Linked DNA regions of Mus musculus: regions 1 and 2 are each linked to region 3. The links are chromatin contacts, called in public HiCAR-type and HiChIP or PLAC-seq maps. All regions are on one chromosome and are shown on one strand. Each heading gives the region's core, a stretch centred on a gene start, on an enhancer-like site or on the middle of the called end of the contact. The rest is flanking DNA. Distances are from core to core; before and after follow the strand shown.

What was found. HiCAR-type assays count read pairs that join an accessible place to other places. HiChIP or PLAC-seq counts read pairs in DNA pulled down with a chosen protein or histone mark.
Region 1: a contact with region 3 is called in an H3K27ac HiChIP or PLAC-seq map of embryonic stem cells, with 7 times the contacts expected there. The contact joins the promoter of Map3k1 here to the promoter of Ccno in region 3. A contact is called at or near these places in 1 of 39 promoter capture datasets (pre-B cells), 4 of 484 Hi-C or Micro-C datasets (all in embryonic stem cells) and 2 of 115 datasets of contacts at active chromatin or transcription factors (embryonic stem cells and microglia).
Region 2: a contact with region 3 is called in a HiCAR-type map of astrocytes, with 3 times the contacts expected there. The contact joins the promoter of Mier3 here to the promoter of Ccno in region 3.

What each region holds. Positions count from the first base shown.
Region 1 is chr13:111,807,573-111,810,714 of GRCm38.p6, reverse strand. Map3k1 (mitogen-activated protein kinase kinase kinase 1) reads left to right here and starts at 1,722. Exons shown (of 20, transcript NM_011945.3): 1 at 1,722-2,212. The coding sequence starts at 1,746. It overlaps Gm15327 (a long non-coding RNA gene), which reads right to left and starts at 1,577. Exons shown (of 3, transcript XR_382912.2): 1 at 968-1,577; 2 at 1-48.
Region 2 is chr13:111,684,665-111,687,476 of GRCm38.p6, reverse strand. Mier3 (MIER family member 3) reads right to left here and starts at 1,299. Exons shown (of 13, transcript NM_172593.3): 1 at 1,123-1,299. The coding sequence starts at 1,131.
Region 3 is chr13:112,986,527-112,989,680 of GRCm38.p6, reverse strand. It overlaps Ccno (cyclin O), which reads right to left and starts at 1,879. Exons shown (of 3, transcript NM_001081062.1): 1 at 1,397-1,879; 2 at 605-790; 3 at 1-109. The coding sequence starts at 1,783.

The DNA of each region.
Region 1 (3,142 bases), core at 473-2,972, 1.2 Mb after region 3:
CTTTTTCTTTTTCTTTTTTACTTTGCTATTCAGGCCAAACTTCCAAACCTGGTCCAAAGATGGAAACAAAGGCTGAGGGTCCGCAGTGGCTTTTCTCACAGGTACCTAAGTACGAGTGCGCCAATTTAAAGTTTATTTTAGATCTCAGTAGAAACCAGAAAAGCTAATCCTTTTCAATTTAGGATTTGGTGGGTGTGGCAATCTAGGAAGACCTGGGAAATAACTACTGTTTGGTTTGGATGTTATGCTTGTCTACCATTAAAAGAGCATATAATTATAGCCTAAATGTAGACCTAAATCTTGAACAGACTAATCTAAACTTTCAAAACGTGTACCTTTTAATGTAACCATTGAGAACTGTAGCGTGCCAGATGTTATAGCAGTAAGTATAACACCGAGCTCAAGCTGAAGTCAGGATCCCTTTTTAAAAATCCCTTTTGCCTCACCTTGCTCTCTGGCTGACATTACACACCTAAGGAGGGCTTCATTTGATCTACTTTGGAGAGGTTAAATGAATTATTTTGAGCTAGTTCAGGCTTTTGTCTAAATGCTGGAGAGATCTTTCCTTTCTCTGTAAGATGAAAACCCTTCTTACCCCTCCCCCCACGCCTCATGTCTTAATGTTTCACAAAATAAATCTAGAAATCCTGGGTTCTGAGAGATTGTCTATTCTAGACAAAGTGGCTAGGGGAAAAAAAAGTGGCAGAGGCGGGTGAGATAGGGACGACAAGGCAGCTTTATCCCGTTGAAAAAGGGTCGAAGGGGGGAAATCCCATATACGTATACTGCTTTTCTATCTCCAGCACATTTTCTAGACTCTGGGGCAGGAGAAAGGCGAGGGACGCCGCACAGGGCAACCAGGGAGCGGCGGCGGGAGGGAGGTGGGGGACCCGGGAACCGGCCTGTCACCTGACTGCCAGGAAGAGGGACGTGCAGCTGGGAGCATCTGTTGGGGGTGGGGAGAGACCTGGTAGAAGATGGCATGATCCAGCGCTTCCTGGCATAGCGCTGGCTCCTTCCCCAGACGTGCTCTCCCGCTTTCGGTTGGAGCCTGCCTTTCCAAGACGGGGGAGTAACCTCTGGCAGAGTACCCGGGTTGGTCCCTCTGCGTAGCCGGGGGAGTGGGGGGGAGGGTGTCCCAAACCAGCAGCTTCAGAGGTGCACAAGGTAGCGCAAGAAATCTTAAGTAGTGTTATTTGTGACACGAGGGCGGGACAAGAGGTCTGCTTTCCTAAGAGAAGGCTTCGCGTCCGCCCGTCTGCGGCAGGCGACAGTCCCGGGGCGCCACCTGCGCTTCGGGCGCGGGCCGGGCCGGTGCGCGCGGGGGCCCCCCCAGCAACCGCTACTAAACGCGTGAAGTGACAGACCGTGAGTCCTCCGGCTTGCGTCCCCTTCCAGAACCAGGGACTCACGCTCGGATTACTGCTTGCTCAAGGGTGGGCGAGCTCCCGCCGAGCCGCTGCCCCGCCCGGTCTCGCACTACCTGGCGGCGGCCTGGTTGCAGCGCACAACGCCCGGCGCCCGGTTCCCCGCATTGCCCCTGCCCTCCCACCTGCGCCGCGCGCCCGCCCGCCGCTCCGCGCTCCCGGGCCCCGGCCGGGAGGCGCGGCCCCGCTCGCGCCCGCGCCCGCGCCCTCGGCAGCAGCGCGCGCCCGCCCACCCGCCCGCCGCTCCGCCCGCCCCCCGCGCTCTCCCCGCCCCCTCCCTCCCCCGCAGGCACGAGCGAATGTAGCCCGCGAGAGAAAATGGCGGCGGCGGCGGGCGATCGCGCCTCGTCGTCGGGATTCCCGGGCGCCGCGGCGGCGAGTCCCGAGGCGGGCGGCGGCGGCGGAGGAGGAGGAGCTCTCCAGGGAAGCGGCGCGCCCGCAGCGGGCGCGGCGGGGCTGCTGCGGGAGCCTGGCAGCGCGGGCCGCGAGCGCGCGGACTGGCGGCGGCGGCAGCTGCGCAAAGTGCGGAGTGTGGAGCTGGACCAGCTGCCGGAGCAGCCGCTCTTCCTCGCCGCCGCCTCGCCGCCCTGCCCATCTACTTCCCCGTCGCCGGAGCCCGCGGACGCGGCTGCAGGAGCGAGTCGCTTCCAGCCCGCGGCGGGACCGCCACCCCCGGGAGCGGCGAGTCGCTGCGGCTCCCACTCTGCCGAGCTGGCGGCCGCGCGGGACAGCGGCGCCCGGAGCCCCGCGGGGGCCGAGCCGCCCTCTGCAGCGGCCCCCTCCGGGTGAGCGGCGGGCCGGGGCCGGGCGGGCAATGAATGAAGCGAGCGGGGCGCGCTGCTCCCGGGGCTCCGCTCGTTGGGGGTGGGGGGGGAGCCCGCGTCCCCGAGCCCTGAAGGTCGGGCGGCGCCCGGGACGGCGTGGGGACGGGACGGGAACGTGCGGGAGAGTTTGTTATTGTTTGCGGACATGTGACAGGCGTGGAAGCCGCGAAGGTGCGGGGCTCCCCGGGCCGGGTCCTGAGAGCCCCCGCGGCGCGAAGTGAGTTTGGGGGGCTCGGAGCGCGAAGGTGACGGCGGTGGGTCTGCGCGCTGTGACAGCCTAGAGCCCCTCGGCCCCACGGGGACGCGCGCCCGCGGGCAGGTACCGGGCCGGGCTCCGGCGGCGCGCCCCGGGCGGCCGGGGGATTCCGGGGACTGCGGGGGGGGGGGGCGCCTGTCAAAGCGACGCAGGCGGACGCTGCGGGCTCGCGGGGCGGCCGGGTCTGCGGGGACTCCGTGGCTGCCCTCGCTGCGTGTCCTTGGGAATTCCTCCCGCACCTCGGGGGCTAGAGCGCCCGGTGCTGGGAGTTTGAATCCGGCTTTGAAGTTAGCTTTTGGCGGAATGCTGTGGGATCCAGGACCGGATGTGTCAGCCATTCAGCTTCAAAGCTGTGGGGACTGCGCCCCGCAGCCCCGCTGCGTGGCGGGGACAGGGACGGTGCGGGGCTGCCGCTTTGCTCGCAGGGGTCTTCCGGTGCACCAGAAGTAGGATGTGCGTAAGATAGTTTACACCAACGGCTCTTTGGCCTCGCCCTGTTTTGGCTACTGGAAAGTTTTCTGTTAGAGGAAATTCTTTTAAGTATATGATACTTAAAAAAAAAATCTGATGAAAATACACAAAAGCATAAAATCTTGATGGATGTGTGAAGTTGCTGGATATGTTTTCGTCATCGT
Region 2 (2,812 bases), core at 50-2,549, 1.3 Mb after region 3:
ATCTCACGAGTCCCCCGACTACAGCAGCTCACCCAGCTCTCCGCTGGCCCTAGAGCAACTCCTCGAAACGCAACCCCGTCCCCTAGGAGGGTCTCACCCTCTGAGACACACACACACAGCCTGCCCTTGGAGTGCGCGGGCGCCCCAACTCCAGGGTTTGTCGACTGCCCCAAGCGTAGGCCAGCTCGACCCTGACACTGGTCCCCAACCCAACGCGGGAGCACCCTCCCGCCCCCACCTCCCCACCCCCACCCACCAGCCGCTGAGGTCGGAGGAGCCGCGACCACTGAGTCTGGGACCAGCCGGGTCCTCCCCCGGGGGAGCGGTCGGTCCCCGGCCCGCCAGCTCGGCCCTAGCACACACAGCTCGCTCCTGCCCAGCCCCGGTGCTCCCATCACGCCGCCCCCTCCCCCAGCTTGCCCGTCCCAGGGGAGCCCGGTGCCCGGCAGCCCGGGTCGCCCGGTGCCCCCCCCCCCAAGTCCGGCCCGGGGTAAAGAGACTCTCGGGCCGCTCGGCGGGCGAGGGCGTCGAGGTGTGGGTCGGTCTCTGCGCCCGGGGACGCCGCACCTCGCAGGCTTCGGGGTAGAGAGTCCCGCTCCGCTCCCGCTGGCCTCGGAGCCCCCGGTCAGGAGAGGCGGCGGGCGGCCGGATTGCCGAGGGCCGGGTCGGCTCACTCCGGCGGGGCAGTGGCGCAGCCCGCTCTCCGCGCTGCATTCCAGCCGCCGACCGAGGATCGGCCGCTCTCCACCCACCCCGATCCCGGGAGGAGGCGCCGAGCGAACGGCGGCCCGCGTCAGCCGCCCCGGCCACGGCCCGGAGGCTACCCCGGCCCGAGGCTCGCCGCCGCCGCCCTCCGCCGCCCGGCCCCGCCGCCCGGCCCGGCCGGGGTCGGAGCCGCCGCGGCCTAGTCCCGAAGGGAGACCGCTCCCGCGCCCGCTCCCGCCCCTCCGGCAGCCTCGCCGCGCCTCGCCGCCGCCCCGCGCCCCCCATCCCCCGTCGCCGCCGCGCCGCCTTCCGAGGACCCGCGGGAGGAGCCGTGGCTCTCGGGCCGGCTGCGGGGCTTCGGAGGGCCGCCCGGCTCCCGCTCCAGCACGGCCGCCGCTGCCCGGTTTCTCCGCTCACCTCCGCCATATTGGTACCTTTAGGGCGAACGAGCAGCGCCGAGCCCAGTCCCCGGATGGGGCGCCTGAGCCAATCGCAGCCGCCGCCGCCGCTGCCGCCGCCGCGGCCCGCCAGGCACCCGCCCGGAGGCAGAGGCGGCTCGGCCCCTTATAGGGCAGGCCGGCCCGCGACGCCCCCGGCCCGCTCGCACACCCACGCCGTCCGGCGCTCCCGCGGCCGCCGCTCCTGCACGCGCCCGCCCCGCGCGCCCACGGCGCTCTGCCCCGGCTGGAGTAAAGTTCCAGCTGAACTGCGGGCGAGCGCGGGGACCGGCCGGTGGGTGCGGTGGGGGGGCCGGAGGGAGGGAGGGAGGGAGGGAGGGCGAGCCCGGGGCGGGGGAGGAAGGAGGGTGGCGGGAGACTCGGAGGAGGACTCGACGGACTTTCCCGAAGTGAGAAGAGTACGCGATGGCAAGTGAGCGAGCCGCTGATGGGCAAAAGAGGAGAGAGACCCGGACAGGAAGCAGGACGGCTAGGCACCTGCAGGAATGGAATGCGCATCGGCGTTCAGTGGCTTGGAGTGAACTGTGGAAGTAGACATTTGCCAGACAGGCTCTGGAAGATGATGGCAATTCAGAAGGCAGAAAGACTGACAGACGGAGCCAGACATGATGAGCGTGCTTGCGCGACATTCATAGCCTGTACACTTTTTTTTTTTTAAAGACCAGTTCTAGGAGTTATTAATCACAAATAGTCTAGAAGATGACCCGAAGATATACACTTGATAAACCTTTTAAAAAGCAGAGTGTCAAAGACCCTGAACCAAATTGCAAAAACTGCCTCTCACACCTACCTCGGGGGTAAATAAAAACAACATTGTTTGAGATTATACATACAATAAATGTGGTCTCCTGGATAAGTGGATACATGGAAGAGAGAGAGAGACTTAGCAGATGTATCTGTTTCTGCATAGGCTTCAAGAAATAATCCTGTGTATGAAAACAGATCCATGAGAAGATAATATACAAACAGGAAGGTGTGCTAAGACCTTACAGGGGCTTAGAGTGTCCGTGAAGACCAGAGCTCTCCTCCCAGATGCCTGCCAGGAGCTTGTAATAAATATTAATGGCAAAATGAGGTTTGCACTGTAGCTTCATAAATTTAAGCATTTTTAAGATGCTAAAACTTTTCATAACTTTAAACCTTAATTACACTGTTCAGGTTTGAGCCTAGGGTCTCCAATTCCCTCACTGGATGAGGATGGAGATGGGTTATGGGAAGAAGCAACGGTTACTTTTAAAGAGGATTACCAAGGCAAAAAAAAAAAAAAAATCAACCTAAAAACACGGGTAAAAGTTATTTATTCGTGGAAATTTTACAGAAGAAAAAAGTCACTCAACTTCAAAACATCCAAAAGACATGGAAAATTACACTTCCCCTACTGTGAATGATATCACAAACTTTTGTCCAATCAAATAACTCAAAAACAGGCTTGGCACATGTTGTCCCTACCATCTTCAACGAGGCGTTCAAAGTTGTAAAAGTTAAAAAACAAAACAAAACAAAAAACCCTGTGGCTTGAAATGGAGCAGAGTGACCAGGGTTAGTGAGGGGCAGTGCGCACCCACACCCTCTGATAAAGCCAGAAAGCACTGCTCAGCAGCTCGGCTCCAGCCAGGTAGCCAACAGCCTGCCCCTTATTTACATCATAA
Region 3 (3,154 bases), core at 630-3,129:
AGTGGAGCTTATGCAGCACGATGCACTCCAGGTTGCACAGCTGCTGCCGGGAGAACGCACCGCCGCACAGGGCCAGGAGCTGTTTCAAGCGAGGTGGGTGCACCTCTACCTGCAACACAGAGTGTGCTCCAGTTCCGGACTGGTGGGTACCTGGGACCCAAATCCATCCAGCCTAAAACCCGGGAGAAAACTGGGACTCGAACTCTATATTCCTTCCACTTCCACAATTCCGCTCCTGAAACCTCTCCCCCCACCCACAGCTGCTAGTGCACCTTCTCTATCTACAACCCAACTTTAAAATGTGTGTGTGTGTGTGTGTGTGTGAGAGAGAGAGAGAGAGAGAGAGAGAGAGAGATTGACTTTAAAAGCATCTTTTCCAGAGACAAGTACCACAAAGCTTTGGTTGGGCGGCCAGCTACAGCCTAACCTCTTTGTAGTCTGAAAGGATTGTTGCTGTGAGTGGTAAGAGAAGTTAAGGCTATGACATGGAAAGATCTTCGAGCATCTGCCCAGATAAGCCAAGCAACCCAGCCCTAAGCCATGCACGAGTTGGGGAAGGGGGGCGCTGGCTGCAAACACATCGCACTCTTTCGCCTGGTGGTACCTGCTTGCAAGCGATGAGCAGACAGGTGACCCCGAGCAGCTGGAAGCAGTCTGCAGCAACAGGGGTCGTGAGGAGAAAACGGTCCAGAGTATTCACGGTCAGACACAGCGACTCGAAAGAGAGGCCGAACTGGCGGTGGACTTGCAGGAGCCAGCTGAGCAGTTTACAGCGCGATTCGGCAGTCACCTGGCCGGGAGCGAGAGGGGGAGTGTGCTGAAGCGCGCGCCCGAACAAAACAATCCAGAGAGGCAGAGAGGCAAAGGGGAAAACGCTAAATGACTGAAAAATAGGAGGCACGTGGGGGGGAGGGGGGGAGGTACGGGCCTGCCTTAAACCAGGCGTTCCGGAACGCCTGGGAACGTTTGGGCTCGCGCCTGGTATTGTGCACAGTGCATTAGGGCACACTACCCAGTCTAACCCTCTCAGCAAGTCAAAGGGACTATAAGGGGTGGGGGGTGGGGGGTAAAGTTTTTGTTTTTTTTTTAAACAGAAGTGCAAGCAAATTTAGGAGTTCTGGATCTGACGTAGAAGCTGTCGAACTGCGTTATAATAAAACTCCTCTACCCACCCCCTATAACTTCCGATATCCACCTCTCCACCCACAACCTTTCTCCATCTAAATAGGTCAGTGGGCCAATCCTTGAAGGTCCCAATTGCTCCTACTGATGGCAGATAATGGGCTGCAATGACTAGGGCTGTGCGAAGGGCAGCCAGCAGCCATGGAGAGAGCGAGCTAGCCTGGGAGAGACAGAAGCGCGACGGCCCCGGGTCTGGCTCTTGCCAGCGCCTCACTTGTGGCTGGCGCGCCAGCGACTCCCGCGGGTGGAAAAGATTCTCCTGCGCCTTTCGGAAGTCGTAGCAGCTCTGGCCGTATTCTCGGAAGGTCTGGAGATCCAGCGCTGTCAAGGGCTGGGCAGGGTTGAGTAGGGAGCTGCAGTCCCGCGCCGCAGACACTGCGGGGCTGTCGGCGCCGTCCGAGCTGGAGCTGGGGGACTCGAAAAGGTCACAGACGCCCGAGTCTCCCGGGAGCGAACACGCGTTCAGCGGCCGCAGCGGCTTCTTTCTCCGGAGGCACGGGCGTCTGCTCTTCTTCACTGGGGCGCGGAGGTTCTGGTGGCTGTCTCGCCTCCCGGCTCCCGCGGCGGGGCTGCCCGGGCTGGCAGGGCAAGGGGTAACCATGTTACAATCGGGTAGCGCTCCTAGCGTCTACGACGCCCGGAGCGTCGGCGCGAGAGCTGCGAGGAAGATCCGGTCCCGCTGGCGGCGCAGCTCTAAGTACCCGGACTGTGCCTTCCCTCCACCACTCCCCCGGCCTCTCACTGGCTGAGCCCCGAGCCGCCCACGGGCCGCGCTTTCCCGGAGGCAGAGCCACACCCCTCGCGTGCGAGCAACGCGTGGCCCCCGCGCTGGTTGCAGGGGGAGGAGGCGTTGCAACTCCCGCCTCTCACCCGCCTTCAGCTGCAGGCTCCGCGCGTCTGTCGTCACCGTGGCAACCGCAGCCCGGGTCCTGGCGCCAGCTGCTTGAGCTCGGTGGAAGAGCGTAAAGATCACTGGCCACCTAGGGGAGCCATGGGCCGTCTGAGCGGTTCAGCCGCCCCCGGAAAAAGGGAAAGGCTGCTCCGGGGAACCTGGTCCTTGGTTAGATTGTCTGGCCTGGTGTGATCATCTTTTATGCCAACCCTCATCCAGGTGGGTCCGCCTCTGAGCTCCGGACCAAGATCAGGCTAGGTTTTCTTCAGTGACCCATAAAAGGACTTGATTTGCGACTATTTTATTTCATTCCGCTGGCCCAGGGAAGGAGAACTTTGGCGCGTCGCTAACGTCTGTTAAGTATGTGGGAGCCCGTCCTGTCAGACAGGTATTTGTGATCCAAAAACGTAGGAAGTTACTTCAAATGACCGTCGCACAAGCCCGCTGCCCTCTGGATACTTTGCCCCGCACTTTTCATCCCGAGCCAAACACGCCAAGGCTGCAGCCGTTTAGGGCCTTAATGTCACAGGTGGCATTTCTGTGGAATTGCTCACAGTGTGTTCTGCTTTGGGTCATTAGCTTTTAACCCTCTACCTTTCTAGGTTATTCTTTGTGCCCAGGGTAGGATGGAGGGAAATCAAAGGAATGCAGAGTTGGGGGAGGGGGAGGCGCGGGGACAAGAGAGAAAGGTAGAATGTGACACCTTCTCCATTCTCAACCCGTGTACTCCAAACTCCGGTCCTGATCTAAAAGAGACGTTAAGGCGCTGTGAGTTCTGCACACGCGGCCGTCCTCACTGATTCCAAAGACAGCTGGAAATTGTTGGAGTCCACGTGCAAATCCTCCCCCTAGAAACTTGCCAGAGAAGCAGGTGAGGGGAAAGGGCTGGATTTCAGCTTCTCGCCTCCGTTTCTATTCTCTGTGATTCTGAAGGCGCTTTAAATTGCAGCACTTGTGTGACGCGGGGTTGCTGAGAATCACCTGAGAGGAGTTTTCTACATGCAAGTGCCTGGCTTTCTGTCTCCTCTCAGGCTGTTGATGGGTAACATTACGGGGAGATCAACCGAATCCACAGCAAGG